Linked DNA regions of Mus musculus: region 1 is linked to region 2. The links are chromatin contacts, called in public HiChIP or PLAC-seq maps. All regions are on one chromosome and are shown on one strand. The core of a region is the stretch at or near the end of the contact, and the rest is flanking DNA. Distances in the headings are between cores, read along the strand shown.

Region 1 (3,834 bases), core at 747-3,246, 110 kb after region 2:
GGCTACCATGTTGGGTTCTAGAAAGAAAAGAGAACAGCTATGTGAGGGCCTTTTACGTTTATAGGGAAGAAGTCTAAGGAATGATAATCATATCTCTCTCTCTCTCTCTCTCCCCTCTCTTCTCTCTCCCTCTCATTTTATTGCCATCTTGTTCCTAGATGGTTACCTGCCTTCCCCACTCCCTCCCTCTGACTCTATCTCTATTTATCTCTCTCTGTCTCTGTCTCTCTCTATCTATCTATCTATCTATCTATCTATCTCTTTATCTCTCCTTCTTTTCCCTTCCTGCCTCCCCTCCCTCTCTCCCTCTTTCCCACCCATTTCCCGGTCCATCTCACCTTCTCTTTTCCACACAGATGTTAAGAGCGTGAATGGATCTGGACAGTGTTTTGTGATTTTTAGACAAGTTACCTAGTATTCTGAGTCTCAATGTCCTGGATGCAGAACAGGGATAGCATTGCTTAATGAGGAAGAAACCGGACAGTGCCAGAGCAGAGCTGGCCAGGGTGGGCCCAGTGCCTGCCCCTGCAGGATTGGGATGGCAGAGGTCAAGATTCTCACAGTGTTGTAGCTGCTCCTCTTCCCTTGCAGTGGGTCTCAGACTGACGCAACGTGCACGATTCTGGGCTGGGCACTGAGGACTTTTCCGGGTATAAGTCTCTGAATCTCAGGGTACCACAGTCCTCGGGGGCAAACAACTTACTTCTTCCACTCATCTGCCTGGTATTGTCCTGACCAGAAGGGAAACCTTGCTTCCAGGTTTTCCAGAATATCAGGAGTAGGTGAAGATTCCTATTTTGAGTTTTGATAAGTCAAGCAAATAGAGCTAAAATCCTCCTTAGTCACTTGGAAACCAAGGTTCCTGGGACCCAAAACCTAGCAACCTCAGAAGTAGTTAGTTTGTTTGGTGTTAATATTTCCCTGCTGTTTAATAAACAGTGTCTCCCAGGTCAGAATCCAAGAGTGTGGAACCAGGAGAGGGTGTCAGGTGGAGTCCAAAGCAAAGACCAGACAGAGATCTGAATAGTCGGGGGTAGGAGTGGCGAAATAACCCAAGGAAGAAAAAGAGTAATCTTTGTAGCCCCTCTTAGCCAGAACATGAGGTGGTACAGGTCACCTAGTGAAGGCTGCGATGAAAAAGCCCAGGAGTGACTCAGAGCTGGAAGCTGAGCTGTGAGCCTTCACAGGCATCGCTGCACACTGGGGCTCTTGCATTCTGTACTGCCTGACTTCCGTTCCCAGTGGCCATAGATCTGCCTCTTGCTCCAGATTCTGAGCCCTTCTCTCTGCGCCTTCAAGTTCTGAGCTACAACCGTCATGCCATTTCCAGAGAAACTGCAAGTTTGCACTGCTAATTTAAGAAACCTTCAAATTCCAACTTACAAGTAGCCAAATTAGGAGATGGTTATTTGCATTCCAGAGAGGCCTCCTGTTTTACAATAGGGGTTAGTCAAAAGCACCCTTTAACGATGGGCTTCTACACCATTCTGGGGTTGATTTAAGGGAAAACACATAAAGAATTAAGACCAGTGATAAGATGCCAACTGTTAAAATGAAAATAAAACACCTCTGGTTTTATAATGAAACCCAATGGGAAGTGCTGTCTGAGTCACAAAAACTTGACAATTACTCAAAGTCTTTAAAGCTGTATTGAACACTCATGCATGCAGCAAATCTACAACAAAAATCTACTGTGTGTCAGGAGATAGACAGAAGACAGGGGCTTCGCCTTCAAGCTTCAATGCTATGGTGTAATGAGGGGGACTGTATGCTGTAAACAAGCACACAGAACACACAGAAAATGACCCAAATCAAGGTAGAGAGGACCAGCAGCCTAAGAGGGCTTCCTAGGGTAGGAGGGGTTCCAGGTAACTTCTGAAAGAAGGGCAGCTGTTTACTAGCAGGAAAACCAAGAGAATGTTCAGCAGTGGAGGCCCACTGTGAGAGTGCTATGCTCTAAGGGAATCCAGAGACTGGTATGAGGAAGTGTGGGCTATGGGGACAGCTAGATTCACAAAAGGTCATCTAGGCACTGGGGATACAGCTCAGTCAGCAAATGCATGAGGCTTGAGTTTGGTCTCCAGAACCTATGTAAAAATGCCTGATATGGTAGCATTCACTTATAACCCTAGCACTGACAAGATGATCCCCGAGGCTCACTGACCAACAAACCTATCCCAGGGCGAGATCATCCATTCCTTGGCAGCTTAACCTACTTGGTGAGTTCCATACCAACAAGAGATATCCTGAATCCAAGAAGAGAGATGATGAAAAGAGGAAAAATAGGGGACTGTCTGAACATCTAACAGCACCACTGGCTTCTCCTGGGCAGGGCGTCAGTAGGATCCTGCTTGCATTTTAGGGACATTGGTATTGCAAGGGAGAGGAGAGTCACTTGGGGAACCAGAAAAGAAAGAAGCAAGCCAAACAGGATGTGCTTAGGGCCTAGCCAAGGTGTTGGGAGAAGGATGCGGAGCCAGGGTCTGTACAAAGTGGTTTAGTCCACGGGACTGTCCATGGGGAGCAGGACACAGAAGTTTATGATGTGGGAGTTTATGATGCTGGACAAGTGTTTGCTGTGGGCATGAATGACAGTCTGCCTGGAACACTCAGGTCACTGGGACTGAGGGTAGGAAGGCGATGACTTCTTCGAGCCAGACACCGAAGCTGCATGTAGGACCAGGTCCCTGTGGGGGATAAACGAGGAGTGGCAGAAGAGAGGGAGTAAGCAGCATGCCAAAGGGGCCGAGCTGCCTCCAAGAGACTGGTTTGAAAGTGCAGGGATTAACTTGAACGTGGGAAGAGTCAAGGGCCAGGTCCCTTCCCCACCTGGCCGCTGCTGGTTTTGTTGAAGCGGGTTGAGGAGGGTATCTTCCCATAGCTTCCCAGCATCCTCTCCGTCCTGCCTCCACATGCATCTCCACGCACCCTACCCTCACTGACAAATATTGAACTATTTCTCAGAAGTGTTAATTGGGATTTTTAATTGACCATGAGCGAGCTATCAAAGCCCATTTGTCTCTCATGATTGTTTTTTCTCCAGGGGATGTTGTTACCCAGGTTGGCATCATTCCTCAGCACCCAGGCATCTTCCGCACCATCGCCACCCCATCCCCAAGCTCTCCCCTCTCTCTTTTCAGTTTCACATCATTTAAAGAGAGAAAAGAAGGTATACCATGTTTAAGGAACGCCAGTGTCTTTTAAAGGGCCACCCCTGGCAGGAACTTTCTGATATGTGCCATTGCCAGTACATTGTACAGAAGGGCGGGCAGAAGGAACATTTGACAAGGACTCATGTCAATCATGGCTCCTCTTACATATGTCTTAGAATCCTGTTTGTTTTTTTCTTTTTTAATGAGTATTAGTGATTGACAGAGCAAAGCAGACCAGTCCATCACTAGCTGGCCTCACGTGTCCTGCACCGGACCTGGTATTGACCCTATGATTGGAGCTGCAGCTTTTCTGGGCGGGTAATGGAATTGCCCTCATGGTCACCGGGGTGTTGGGAACACAGTCATACTCAAGGGGCTCTGCGTGGAAAGGTTTTGTTGGCATGTAGGAGAAAGCTGTGTGGTCCAATCTGATAGAGAGATGTCTGAGGCAGGTTCAACGGGAAGCTGAAAGAGCTGACCTTGAATCCTGACTCCAGGGATACCTTTCCTTCAGTAAGGCCACACCTCCTAAATGTCCCCAAATAGTGTCACTGACTGGGAACCACGTATTCAAAAGCCTAAGACCTATGGGGAACATCTCATTCAAGTCACCACATTGTATGTACTCCTTGGCCCCGCTAGGACTGTTGCCATATCATAATGCAAAGTGTATTGAGTCCAA
Region 2 (3,751 bases), core at 1,021-3,520:
TTTTGATCTCTTGTTCTAGAAAGAACTCATAGGGGCTTACAAAGATAGTTACCAAGGTAACATGATAAGGGGCGGAGGTACTGCTGAATTCTGTGAAGCCTGGCAAAAGATTTGGCAGCCATCGTGCAACCTGGACCTTCCAGCTCTGCTCTTCCCTTTCTGTGTGTCTTCCCTTGCTCTCAGTTTTTCGGGTCTCTGGTGGGCTATGGCACAAGCCCCTCTAGGTGTGGTTGGGGGAAGCAAATGTTCAGCCTTAGTTTCTTCACCTGTCAAATGGAACTACTGGAGATTATTAGATGGGGGCCGTGAGTGCTGAGAGCCTGGCGTGTGGGGGCAGACTCTCACAGGGCGGGGCTGCTGTCCTTCTGTGTGAGTGTGTGTTGCTGGGCTCCGGAAGCTCGGGAGAGCTGCGTGAGTGCTTTTAAGCCATCCAGCCAGGGCTGGTCTCTGCTCTTACCACTTAGCAGGGAGTGGCTGGCTCTCCGATGGTACCAGCAAACAAAAGGCTAATGCCTGCCATTTATCAAGCAGTACAGAAACAATGGTACCCACCACTGTCCTAGGCCATATTCTGAAGTGCCTATCTCAGTCCCCACAACCTCCCAGAGTCCTGTGCCCTGCCCACTGTATAGATGACAAGATAGACATGGAGAGATAAACAAATCGGCAATGGAAAGGTAAGCAAATGACAAAGGCAAGTGGTGAGTGCCAGTGTCCTGACATTGATGGAGGGGCACCTACAGATGGAGCCCTTCCTCTCAGAAGGACTGACTGCACCAGGGGAGCAAATATCTGTCTGTCTGTCTGTCTATCACCTATCCATTCATAAATCCTTTATAGATCTAGCTATCCTCTATGTAGTTTGTATGTATGCATGCGCATATGTATATATGTATGCCTGTATGTATGTAGCTATGTATGTGTATATATATGTATTATGCATGCACTCATCCATCTATCTCTATCTATCTATCTATCTATCTATCTATCTATCTATCTATCTATCTATCATCTATCCATCTATCCATAAATCTATTATCCATCTTGGTATCATTTCTCCATCAACCTATCACTTATATAGCTTGTATGCATGCAGGTATGCATGCAGGTATGTATGTATGTATGTATGTATGTATGTATGTATCTATCTATCTATCTATCTATCTATCTATCTATCTATCATCTATTTCTTGTTTACCTATCACCTGTGTATCTATTTATATATCATCTGCTAGTGTTGGATATTAGCTTCTTGGAGGCCAAGTCGACCATCTGGAACCCAAAGAAGACTGTGGTCTTACAGAATCCACACCATAGTTACCAAGGGGATGGTTACAGTGAGTGCAGGACAGGCTGGGGGTGGGTGGGTGGGTATGGCCATAGCATTTGAGCCCTGGATCTCAAAGGATAGCCATTATTTGTCTTCAACTCTCACTGGATGTTTGACCTTGGGCCTCAGCTTCTCCATACCTCAGATAGCTCATGTCAAGAGAGGAACTAAAGCAAAAGGGAGACAACAGCTAGAAAATGCTTTGTAAGCCCTAAGATCAAGCTGAGCTTCTTCCTGAAAGAGTCATAAGCATATGGTGACAGCCGCAAGAGGGAGTGTTGGGCATCAGGATAGGACATTAGTCAGGGATGGTGGAGGATTTCAGACTGAGGTGTGAGTGGCTAACTGTGGTGGCCTCGGGACCAGGATAAATAAAACAAGTCAGGACAGGCTGTCAGGGACAGCAGTGCTATTGAGGCTGATCCTGCTGGGGACCCAAGATTCACAGGACTGTGGTAAGAAGGGAGCCAGGCCGGGCTCCTTAGGAACACGGCGGGGAGACATGACTGCCCCATGAGAATGTAAGCTGTCACGGTGCTATCCACAGGGCCTTGCAGGAAGCTCTGGAGGCTAAGGGACTTGGAAGTCCCCATCCCGACCCAGGACCCCTATCTATACTTCCCATGTGCCCTTCACCGAGAGTGCATCTTGAAATTCTCACTTCCTCATCTCACTCCCAGCTGCGGCTTCCCCGGCTGATGGAAGAATACTGTTGCTGCCCATCCCAGCCCTGCTCTCTGGAAATTTCCTCTGGGAGGGGCTGGAGACCTCAGGCAGCTCCTCCCTGCCTCTGGCTCCCCCCATACCTCCCCTTGCCTGGGTCAGCAAGAGCCCCTCTGGGGACACTCAGCCTTTCTTGTGACTGGGGTAAATATTACCTGACACTGTTAATATTTAATGCCCCCCCACCTCTGCCCTGGCCACGGCAGACACTGTCCCCATAGTAGAGGCCACAGGAAGACCGTCGTGGAGAAGCCCCGATGGCTGGGGAAATATCAGATCTGTCAGCGAACAGTGGTGAGACTGGCAGGACTCTGCCTGGGACTGGCTCTGGTGGGCAGCTAGACCCCTTCCCTCTCCTGTTCCTTGGAGTTCCCCAGCCAGTGGCTCTCTTAGAAAATTAGCATTCAGAAGGGATCCTCAACCCCACCCCCACAGAAAAAGAGCAGAATAGCAGAAGTTGGAGCATCAGAAGTGTGTGTGTTTATGTGTGTTGTGTGTTTGTGTGTGTGTGTGTGTGTGTGTGTGTGTGTACGTGTGTGTGTACATGTGACTTTGTTCTGGGTGACAGGGTGTTGTTCTGTAGCCCAGGTTGGCCTGGAACTCATATAGCCCAGAATAACCTAAAATTCACTGCATTCTTCCTGCCTCAGCCTTCCACGCCCTGCCCAGTGTGACTTTCTCATCTTGGATGGAGAACTAAGATTTCAAAGTGGTCAGGGGCTGCCGGGGTTGGAGATGGGAGGAGCAGCCCTTTAGCTTAGCCTTCCCCAGAAGGCTTAGGGTCACAAGAAAAGCCCAGCGTTTTGAAATCCACAGACTCAGGCCTGGAGCCCAAGAGGACCCCTGCCGGTCCATAGATGTTGAGTTTTCTGACCTAGAACACTGGTGGAAGAGGGACTCATTAAATGCTTCCTGAAAGGGAAATGGGGGTGGGGTGGGGTTTGGGGTCCTGTCTTGGATCTGGCTGAGGCTGATGCTAGCTCCCCATTTGACCTTGAACATGACGGAAGTGTGGGAAGACTTTCTGCATGGATGCAGAGCCTGGGTCACTGTGGCTTCTCCTTAGATTTTGACCTTTCTGAACAACCCATACCTGAGGTTCACCAGCACTGACCCCCTCTGGCTACTGGAGGGATCTGGACTCACCAGACCCTGCGGCTGGCTGATCACTACAGGGGCACAGTTCAAAGTTGCCTGGGAATTGTTAACTTTTTCATCCCTTTAGAAAAGGCCCCGGACAAGAGGGGCTCCAGCAGGGCAGCAGAGAGTACAGCTGGCATGGAGTGGGGAATGGGGGTGGTGTGTGTGTGTGATTGTAGCTTTGCTGGCCATTGTACTACCAGCTATCCAAGGGTAAGTGCTCTGAGCTCAGGCTGGCAGAGAGCAGAATATCGGCTTCCTTCAGGGTGAAGGAGCCACAGGAGGCAGGGCCAGGGGCAGGCAGCTTGGTCTGAAAAAGTCTTCTTCCTCTATGTCACTTGAAAGGGAGCCTAGCACGTAGACTCATAGTGACGCTTTGCCTGGGTTCAAATCCCAGCTCTGCCCCTTACTCGCTGTGTGGTTGTGGGGTGACTTACTTACCCTCTCTGTGCCCCAGTCTCTTGTGGATGAGAGGGAATAACAACTGTGCCTCAGGTTGTACGAGCTGATGCTCAGACCATTTTGGCCGGGAATGCACAGAAACTAAGTGCTCCTCCT

The links. HiChIP or PLAC-seq counts read pairs in DNA pulled down with a chosen protein or histone mark.
Region 1: an H3K27ac HiChIP or PLAC-seq map of bone marrow-derived dendritic cells shows a contact between it and region 2, with 2.4 times the contacts expected there. The contact joins the enhancer-like site here to the promoter of Fxyd2 in region 2. A contact is called at or near these places in 25 of 484 Hi-C or Micro-C datasets (the AML12 cell line, B cells, the CH12 cell line and 21 more), 1 of 115 datasets of contacts at active chromatin or transcription factors (bone marrow-derived dendritic cells) and 2 of 9 other capture datasets (embryonic stem cells and pancreatic islet).

The regions. Positions count from the first base shown.
Region 1 is chr9:45,518,750-45,522,583 of GRCm38.p6, forward strand. All of the region lies in intron 3 of Dscaml1 (DS cell adhesion molecule like 1), which reads left to right. Among named protein-coding and RNA genes, the nearest start is that of 4833428L15Rik, 89 kb to the left of the region's middle. Within about 2 kb of position 1,997, at least 8 of the 459 cell types and tissues checked have an H3K27ac peak or open chromatin away from gene starts, as enhancers often do. A contact at or near this core is called in bone marrow-derived dendritic cells, where this site is marked.
Region 2 is chr9:45,403,820-45,407,570 of GRCm38.p6, forward strand. It overlaps Fxyd2 (FXYD domain-containing ion transport regulator 2), which reads left to right and starts at 2,271. Exons shown (of 6, transcript NM_007503.4): 1 at 2,271-2,347. The coding sequence starts at 2,311.